Linked DNA regions of Manis pentadactyla: region 1 is linked to region 2. A link is a contact called in public Hi-C data. All regions are on one chromosome and are shown on one strand. Each heading gives the region's core, a stretch centred on a gene start, on an enhancer-like site or on the middle of the called end of the contact. The rest is flanking DNA. Distances are from core to core; before and after follow the strand shown. Region 1 holds the start of MMRN2 (multimerin 2). Region 2 holds the start of LOC118932811 (neuropeptide Y receptor type 4-2-like).

Region 1 (3,962 bases), core at 1,346-3,845, 270 kb after region 2:
ATTAACAGGTATGAAAGCCCCATGCACAGTCTCCATTTCCCTCTAGTCAATGGGATGATAATGTATCCACCCCAGCTGGCTGCTCTGGGGCCCAGTGAAAAGGACGGGACTGTCTGGGAGACAGGGCTGGGGGGGTCTCACCTTTTGCAACACTCCAGAGGAGACTGCGATATTCTCTGCCTCCTCCACCGTCTTGGTGGCCACTGTATTGACGCTGGTGACCACAGCCTCACTCACGGCATTGGCCTGCTCCTTGGTCTTCTCGGCCACTGGGAGAGGACTCTGGTCCTGACCCCTCCACACCCAGGCCTGAGCTGCCCAAGTCAGGCTGAGCAGCCCCTTGCCCAGGCCACCCAAAGCTCTGGCTCTGCCCAAGACCCCAGACTGCCTGCCCCCTTTCTGACCCCAGGGGAATTCTGGGGCTGATGGGGGGAAGTAGGAGGCACCCCCTGGGTCTAGCCTCCAGGTCTAGAGGGATCTGGGTCCACATACAACTTGGAACCCCAGGTGGGGTGTAAGAGGTCCCTGGGCTTGAGCTTGCAGTCCCTGGAGGCCCCACCCCCCAGGGCCCCTCACCTGAGGTCACACTCTGTACAACACCCTCCTTGGTCTTGGCTCCTGGGGAGGAAATGGAGACGTCAGCCCAGGCCCCCTTCTCCTGGTGTCGGGAGTGGGTGGGGGCAAACACACACAGAACAGCTGGACAAGCAGTAGGGTCAGTAGTGGGGGAGGATGGTGTATGGGGACCGGCAGTCCCTGCAAAGGCTGCTTCCTGCTGTGTCTGGAGGAAAGGGATGGATGGGAAGTGGGCAAGACAGGGGGACGAGAATGTCCAGTCTGAGGAAGGGTCTGGACCCCACCTGGGTGCAGCCTGGGCCTCAGAAGCAGCAGCAGGAGGAAGCTGAATCACGGGCTGGACCTCCTCTTGGGAGGGAGCTGAGGAGGGATGGGGCTGGGCTCCTCTGCCACTCAGTCTCATCTCCCCAGCCCCATGGGCAGGGTGAGAACCTGGCGCCTGGTGGCTGAGTACCTGCCGCTCAGGCATGGAGGCTCCAGGCTCAGTGTGGCTATTTATCTGAATCAAGGGTCTTGCCGGGGAAGAGGGGGAGATGCTGGTGCATTTGTGCAAACATTTGTGTATACATTTGTGTGTCTGCACAGCTGAGCATCCCTCTTGCTTCCCTGCCCCAGTGACCCCTGGGGCCCTGAGGAGGCCCAAAAGACACTGGTGTGTGTAGGAGGAGGGGGGTATTCCAGGGCCCTGTGACTCTGGCTCCACAGCCAGGTTCTCATCCCCTCCCAAAATGCCTCCCTGGGGTGGCAGATAAGGTCAGGCTCCAGATAACCAGGCACCCAGACTCGGCCAAGCTGCCCAGCCCTGCAGCTCTGCCACGCCCACACTCACCCACATACATGACGCCCTCCTTGGTCTTCTCGGCCGCTTCTGTCACCCCCTGCTTGGTCTTCTCCACAGCACCCACCACGCCCTCCTTGGCAATGGAGAAGCCCTTTTTGAAAACATCCATGGTGGTGTGCAGGAACAGGAGCCTGGCTCTCCCCGTGATGTGCTGTCGGAGCTGGCGAGAGTGCTGCCGCAGCGGCTGGCCCTGCTGCTGCCTCTTATTGACGCCAGTGAAATATTGATGATGCGGCGGCTGGCTGGTGGGAGCTCTGCCAGCAGAGGGCGGGGGCGGGGACCGAGGGACGGAGGATGCCCGCCCTTACCTTCTCCCAGGGTGGGGTGCTCCCCGGGCCCCTGCTGGCTTAACCCTCCCCTCCTGCCCCCAGCCTTCCAGGAGGGGCTGCCGGGGACAGGACACAGCCTTATCCATCACTGCCCCTCATTAATTTGCTGCCCCACCCAGAGGGGCAAACCTGGCTGGGAGCTCTCAGGCCTGGAGCTGCTGTGTCTGTACATCTGGGACAGAGAAAGAGTCTGAAGTGGGGGGGTGGCAGGGGGCAGGGGGCAGGGGTCCTTTGCTACCAGCAGCCCAGGTAGGGCAGGGGTCTGGGCCCCGCAGGCCTGTCAGGCAAGAGTAGCCAACCTCCCAGACCGGCCTGGGCTGCCCCGCTACACACTAGCACCTCGGATGGCCCCATCTCAGGGCCTTAGCGAGGTCAAGTGGAGGGCTGAGTGCAGGCCACACGAAGGGCTTCCCTGTGCCCTGGCCTCTGACTATAGACCATGTGACCCTTGGACAGCTCCTTTCTCTCTCTGAGTCTCCAACCACCTGCCAGCTCCCACAGCCCAGGGGTGAAAGGTGCTGAATAGGCATGAGATGCCCACTTCCTGACCACCAGCGCAGATGGGCAGCAAGTGTCCCGGGCCTGACCCGACCTCTTCCTGCAGCCCCACCTCAATGCTTGTGCTCTTCTCCTGACTCCCATGGGGACATGTTTGGTGGACCACCCACCCTGTGTCTCCCATGCCCTTGGCGTCCCTGACCAGAGTCCTCTCAGGGCACAGGAACCGGCCTGTGCTGCTGGCTGCCTCTGTGGGGGCCAGGCAGGGATGAGGGGGCCGGACGAGACTCACGGGGTAGGCCGGCCCAGGCCACTTCCTCTCTTTGTTGTTACTGTGGTTTTTTTTCTCTTCTGAAACTTAACTTGAAGACGACGTCACCATCACCAGCAGTTTCTGGAGTCACTTGCCGAGGCTAAGACTGTCCACTGCCAGTATGATCCTGACCCTGCTGCTCAGCCTTGGGGGGCCCCTAGGCTGGGGGCTGCCAGGGGCCTGGGCTCAGGCCCCAGGTACCAGGTTCTCTAATCCACACAGCTCCAGGTCACCTGGGGTCTGGAGCGCAGAGGCCGAGGACAACGGCAGGGGCCCCGTTGGACGGTAAGGAGGGCCTGGGCCTTGTGGGAGGTGGTGGTCCAGGATCTAAGTCCCAGCTCAGCCAGAACAGGGTCCCTCTGTCCTCAGGTACCCACTTGTGAAATGAGCTAAAACCTATCCACTGGGCCAGCTGTGAGAATGAATCAGGTGCCAGGTGCCAGGACCCCCTCCAGAGGCACCCCCAGCCAGCCTGGACTGGGCACCCCAGGGCCCAGGCTAAGCACTGTGGGATGTTCCCTGCCTAACCCATAGTCAGGAAGGGACTGGGGAGCTGGGCAGGCTGGGAGTACTCCTTGCCACCGATCACCCAGTATGGGGTGCTAAGAGGCTATGGCTCCAGATAATCCCAACTGGCCTGGCAGTGACTCCTGTTCTTTGAAGTAAGTCAGTTTTGAAAGCTGAGCCCAGGCAAGCTGGCCTGGCCTGAACCAGAGAGGTCAGATGCTCTTGGGAACTGAATTTTGATCTGAGCACCCAGGGGGACTGGTGTGGGCCAGTCTGGCCCTAGGAGCCAAGCAGTGAGTGGACAGGGTGCCTTGCTCTATTTCCAGAACAAAAAGGAGACCACAGATTCAACAAACTATACTTCAGTGCCCCTCTGGAAATGGGCTGAATGGTCTTGTGACTGGACCAGGACACCATTTCCCAGTCTCACTTGCCCAGGGCCAGTGATCCTCTACTGGTAAGGTCCTGGGCCCGCAGGGCCCTCCTCAGAGTATGCCACAGCACCACAGCATGTGCCACTGACTGGGCCCATCTCTGGGCTGGGCACCTTACCACGTGTTATCTCAGTTAATCCTCCCAACAGCCTGGTCTGTAAGAGGCAGAGCCTGAGGCTCAGAGAGGCTAAACACCTGGCCCCAGGTCACACAGCTAAGGAGAGCTGGAGCCAGGATCTGAGTTCACACATCACTCCAGATATGATGCTCTGATTCCCAGAGCACTCTGAGGCAGCCCCAGCCCCTGGATTCACCTATCCCCACCTCCCTCGCTTTCCCCACTGCCACACACACACACACACACACAGACTTGGTTGAGGGCATCCTGTATCTTGGTTGAGCCTGAGAGGGACCAGCTGACACCAACTCAGAGTCACCCATCTGGCTGAGAGGCACCATCACGC
Region 2 (4,131 bases), core at 54-2,553:
TGAAAACCTGCTTGATCACATTTCAAAAGGGGGACATGGCCAAGTCCCCTCCTGCCCACTATATCAACCCCCACTGCCCAGCCCTGCCCTCAGAAGCAGTTCTGATTCAGTGTCATTTTTAAGCAGGGCCTTGCAAGGAGCAGGAAAAGAAATGCACATTTTTGGGTAAGAAAATGCCATCCTGGGGCCTGGGAGGCATTCTGATCTGTAACATGCCTTTCTCACCTGGTTCCTTGGGCCTATTAGAATGCCTCTTCTGCTTTAAAAATTATCCCATTGTTGCATGAGTCATTTCCACCTCAATGAGTACTGGGTCTATGGGGGCAGGGAAAGGTAAGCCAGCTGTCAGGTCCTGGACTCCTAGGTGCAGACAAGGCACCAGGAACAGGGCCAGGTTGTGAGCATAGCTGCACAGGGGCCCTAAGTCCCTCCCATGCTGGGTTACCCTGGCAGGACACTAACCTTCTAGCCCCCTCACAAAGGTGGGCTGGCAGATTTTGTCCCAGGAGCTTAGAATCTTCAACAGAAAGCCCTAGAACAAGGACATAGGCCATTCCCATCCTCCACAAGTCTTGAGAGATCTTTGGGCAATGAAATCAGCCCAGTGTCCTGGGCTCCCCAACTCCCATGGTCCCGACCCCCCCGACCTGGCCCACATTAGGTCACATAGGCAGGACTGGGCAAATAAGCCCACAGGCCTCATTGCTCTCCACAGCCTCACAGCTCTGGCCATTTGGTACCAGGTGGGAGGTCCCATCCCAGGCTCCTTCCCTTTTCCTGTCTATTCTTGCCTTCCCTCCTTCAAAGAACAGCACCAGCTGGGCATAAATCCTTAAGCCAAAAGAACGAAGTAACAATGGTGCAATTTCAGTCACTGCAACATACGTGGGCCCCATTCTGAGGCCAGTCCCTGACACTAAGGGCTGCAAGGTAGGCTGGTTCTGAGAGCACCTGCTGCCCTTCAGTAATGCTGGTACTGGTGTGTGCCCCACCCACCATGAGCTCAGCCAGGGCCCCGGCAGCCTCTGTCTCATTCCCCAAGGAATCCACAGAACCTGACAGAGAATATGGGCTCAATAATTTGTCTTGTTCATGACTGCACTGCACTGAACAGCCATGTGCTGTAGGGAAACACCCCAGGCTTCGGCCAGCCTTGGCTTTGTATCTTGGCCACCACATCAAGCTGTCTGACCTGGAGCATGTCAGCCACAGCCTTGCCAAAGGTCTGTGATTTCACCGGTAAAATGGGGTGAAGAGGTGAAGACTCCACAAGGTTAGATGACGAGCATAGCATGTGGCACACAGGAGGCCTTCAACAATGTCAGTCCCCTTCCCTAAAGACCTGTCCCTGTCACTTGGGCCCACCTTTCACATCAGAAATCCATTATATCTCAGTGTTGCTTTAAAATAAAGCCACCAAGTGTCTTAGGGGAAATCAGCAGAGTTCTGAGAAGACACTAAACAAAAGGTTGAGTATTTTTACAGAAAAATCAGGATCTCCCTTAAGAACAGTGCTGAAACTTTGTCCCAAAAGTTCAGAGCCCAGATGAGCAGAGATGTGGCTCCTGGGGATCAAGCCCTTAAAAACCAGCTCAGCTGTGAAAAGCAGGAAGCGCCCAGGCTCCAGTCCTGTGGTCTGCTGGCACCTGACAGCAGAGATGTCCACGGCTGCAGATGGGTCCAAGAAGCACGGGGACCCCACTGTCCCTGGCCTGCAGCCAAGTCCATGGGCCCAGGATAGTGCCAAGGGCTGCAGCTCCTCACTCAGGAGCTTCGCTGGAACAACTGCAGCAGCTGGGGCACCGCAGGGACTGTATGACAGCTCGCAGCGGCCGCCTCCGGCCCTGGGCAGAAAGGCTCTCCTCGCTGGTGGGTGCCTGCTGCATCTGCTCAAACTGCATCTCCAGGTGCTTCTGGATGGCTATGCCAAGCACCTCAGGGTCTACCGCAGCTCCATAAACCTCCCATGTCATGCCCTCAGCATCCCATCGCACATCCCGCACAGGGGATGCTGCCTCCTCCAGGCTGGACCCCAGAGTTACCTCTGGGAATGTATGCAGAGCCACAGGGGCTTCCAGGGGTGGGCTGGTAGACACAGCCTTGCAGACTGCCATGGGGGCTGCCTGCACACCAGCATCCTGGGCTGACAGAGGGGATGTCACCACGGGCACCAAGTCACCGACAGAGGTCATAGTCCACACATCCTTAGTCCTGGCACCAGGCTCTGTGGCTAACCTAGTGGGAGCCCAAGGATGGGCACAGCAGGGGGAGTGCCCAGGAAGCCCCGCAGACAATTGACAGTGGAACTTCACCCCATGCTGAGGCTGCAGCCTGGACTCACTCATTGATGCCATTAGTTTGGGAAAGGTCAGGATCCCTGGGGCAGGCAGGGAGTGGCAGCAGCCATCAACCCCCACCTCCCTCATTCTGCAGAGGAGAGCTGCTGGGGGCTGAGCGTGGCAGAAGGTGGTGGCTGGCAGCCCAGGGGCTCTGGGCCCAGCCTGAGAGCTGCTGCTGTGGCTGGCTGTGTCTCCCAGGTCCAGTGGCGGTACCCACACCTGACTCTCTCCTTGTGTCCAGGATGAGTTCAAAGTCCCATCCTCTGGGGTCAGGTCCCTTTCCCGGCCTGCAGAGGCCCAGCCTCCCTGGCTAGAAGTAGTGCCAGGCTGCAGCCGAGCCCTGTGGACAGAGCTGCCAAGTGCTGAGCAGCTGAGGCTGGCCTTTTGAGCACCGCTGTGACCCCGGGTCTGGGTGCTGCGGACTAGGTCTGAGTGGCTCCTCTGCATGGCAGCAGCACTGGGAATCCGCAGGTGACACAGATCGCCACCGCCCACAGTAGACACACTGTCCACTGTGCTGCTGTGCCAGTGGCCCATGACACCAGGCTGTGGGGGGGTGCGGGAGGCCCATGCCTGCTCCGTGTTCTCAGCTGGGTGCCCTTCCTCCTTCGGGCCTGGTGGACAGGTACTAGCCTCACCTGGCTGGGCCTTCCATCCAGGGCTGCTGGCACTCTTGCAGAGCTCTGGCCTCTGCCCCCGGCCTTGACCCAGCAGGCTGGACGAGCTCCGGCACGGGGGCTGTGGGCAGGGGCTCCGGGGTACCTGGGCACCCACCTCAGGGCGGCTGGTGCTCATGGCTGCCTGCAGGAGAGAGAAAGAGGGAGGAAGGTAAGCTGAGTTGGGTGGTAGCCCCTCTGCTGGACTCGGCTGTGGGCACACACGGGGCTGAGCACACTGGAGGGGTTGTCCAGTCCTGGCCTGCCCGACTGATCACAGCCATAAATAAAACAATGGCAGGACACCAGACACTTCAAACCAAGATCACCACCCATGATACACATGTCAGCTGTTGAGCCTTTACTGCTGGGTTATGGTGGGCTGGGCAGGGACATGGGGTGGGGCGTGAATCCAGGGGAGAGGCCATGTCTGCTGGGGCCTTGGGGTGGGACGGCAGTCCTGGGGGCGGAGGCTTTGAGATAACACCTCCTAGTCAATCAGCACAGGAGTATTGCAATATTTTAATAACCAGTAAAGCTTGACTGGCGAATACTAGCCTGGTCCCTCCCAGCACCGTTGGTGTCCAGCTTGGTCTGCATGGGGCCTCCCTGGTACAGAGTGGGGGCTCAAAGAGAATCTGTGGGCTGAGCAAGCAACACACTGAGAACTGCCCTGGGTTTTTCCATGCCACCTTCCCCATCCTCGCTGGCCTAGCCTGGCTGAGCTGCCACATCTCTGGGACCCAATCTTGTGAAGGGGGAAAGGTGATGTCCACCTCTGGCTCCAGGCTTAGGAAGAGGCCCAACACATCAGACCTTTACACATAGGAATCACTGGGCATTTGTTCATTCATTCCACAGCCCTCTCCCGAGCACCTGCAGCATGCCAAACTCTGGACCTGGGTGACATGGAACTCATTTAGATCTCGCTGTGCCCTAGGAATGGGGTCCAATACCACCAATAAGACACACCCTCCATAAAGGTTAACCTCCCTCTTGTCACTCTCCTTACCTGCCCCCTCTTTACCCTCTACCCCCATGTCATTCCTGTCCCTTCCTCCAGCCACACAGATGCTTCTGGACCTGCCCACTGACCCATCCACAGCCTAGAGTCAGCACTGGCCCCTTCAACCTGA

Evidence for each region. Hi-C and Micro-C count contacts between places; a contact is called where the count stands out from the background.
Region 1: a Hi-C map of fibroblasts shows a contact between it and region 2, with 7 times the contacts expected there. The contact joins the promoter of MMRN2 here to the promoter of LOC118932811 in region 2. A contact is called at or near these places in 2 of 3 Hi-C or Micro-C datasets (fibroblasts and skin fibroblasts).

The regions. Positions count from the first base shown.
Region 1 is chr8:65,692,885-65,696,846 of mManPen7.hap1, forward strand. MMRN2 (multimerin 2) reads left to right here and starts at 2,596. Exons shown (of 7, transcript XM_036926538.2): 1 at 2,596-2,842. The coding sequence starts at 2,679. SNCG (synuclein gamma) reads right to left here and starts at 1,648. Exons shown (of 5, transcript XM_036926561.2): 1 at 1,406-1,648; 2 at 577-618; 3 at 142-269. The coding sequence starts at 1,526.
Region 2 is chr8:65,424,898-65,429,028 of mManPen7.hap1, forward strand. It overlaps LOC118932811 (neuropeptide Y receptor type 4-2-like), which reads right to left and starts at 1,304. Exons shown (of 2, transcript XM_036926569.2): 1 at 1-1,304. It overlaps GPRIN2 (G protein regulated inducer of neurite outgrowth 2), which reads right to left. Exons shown (of 2, transcript XM_057505828.1): 2 at 1,457-3,140. The coding sequence starts at 3,134. The coding sequence ends at 1,761.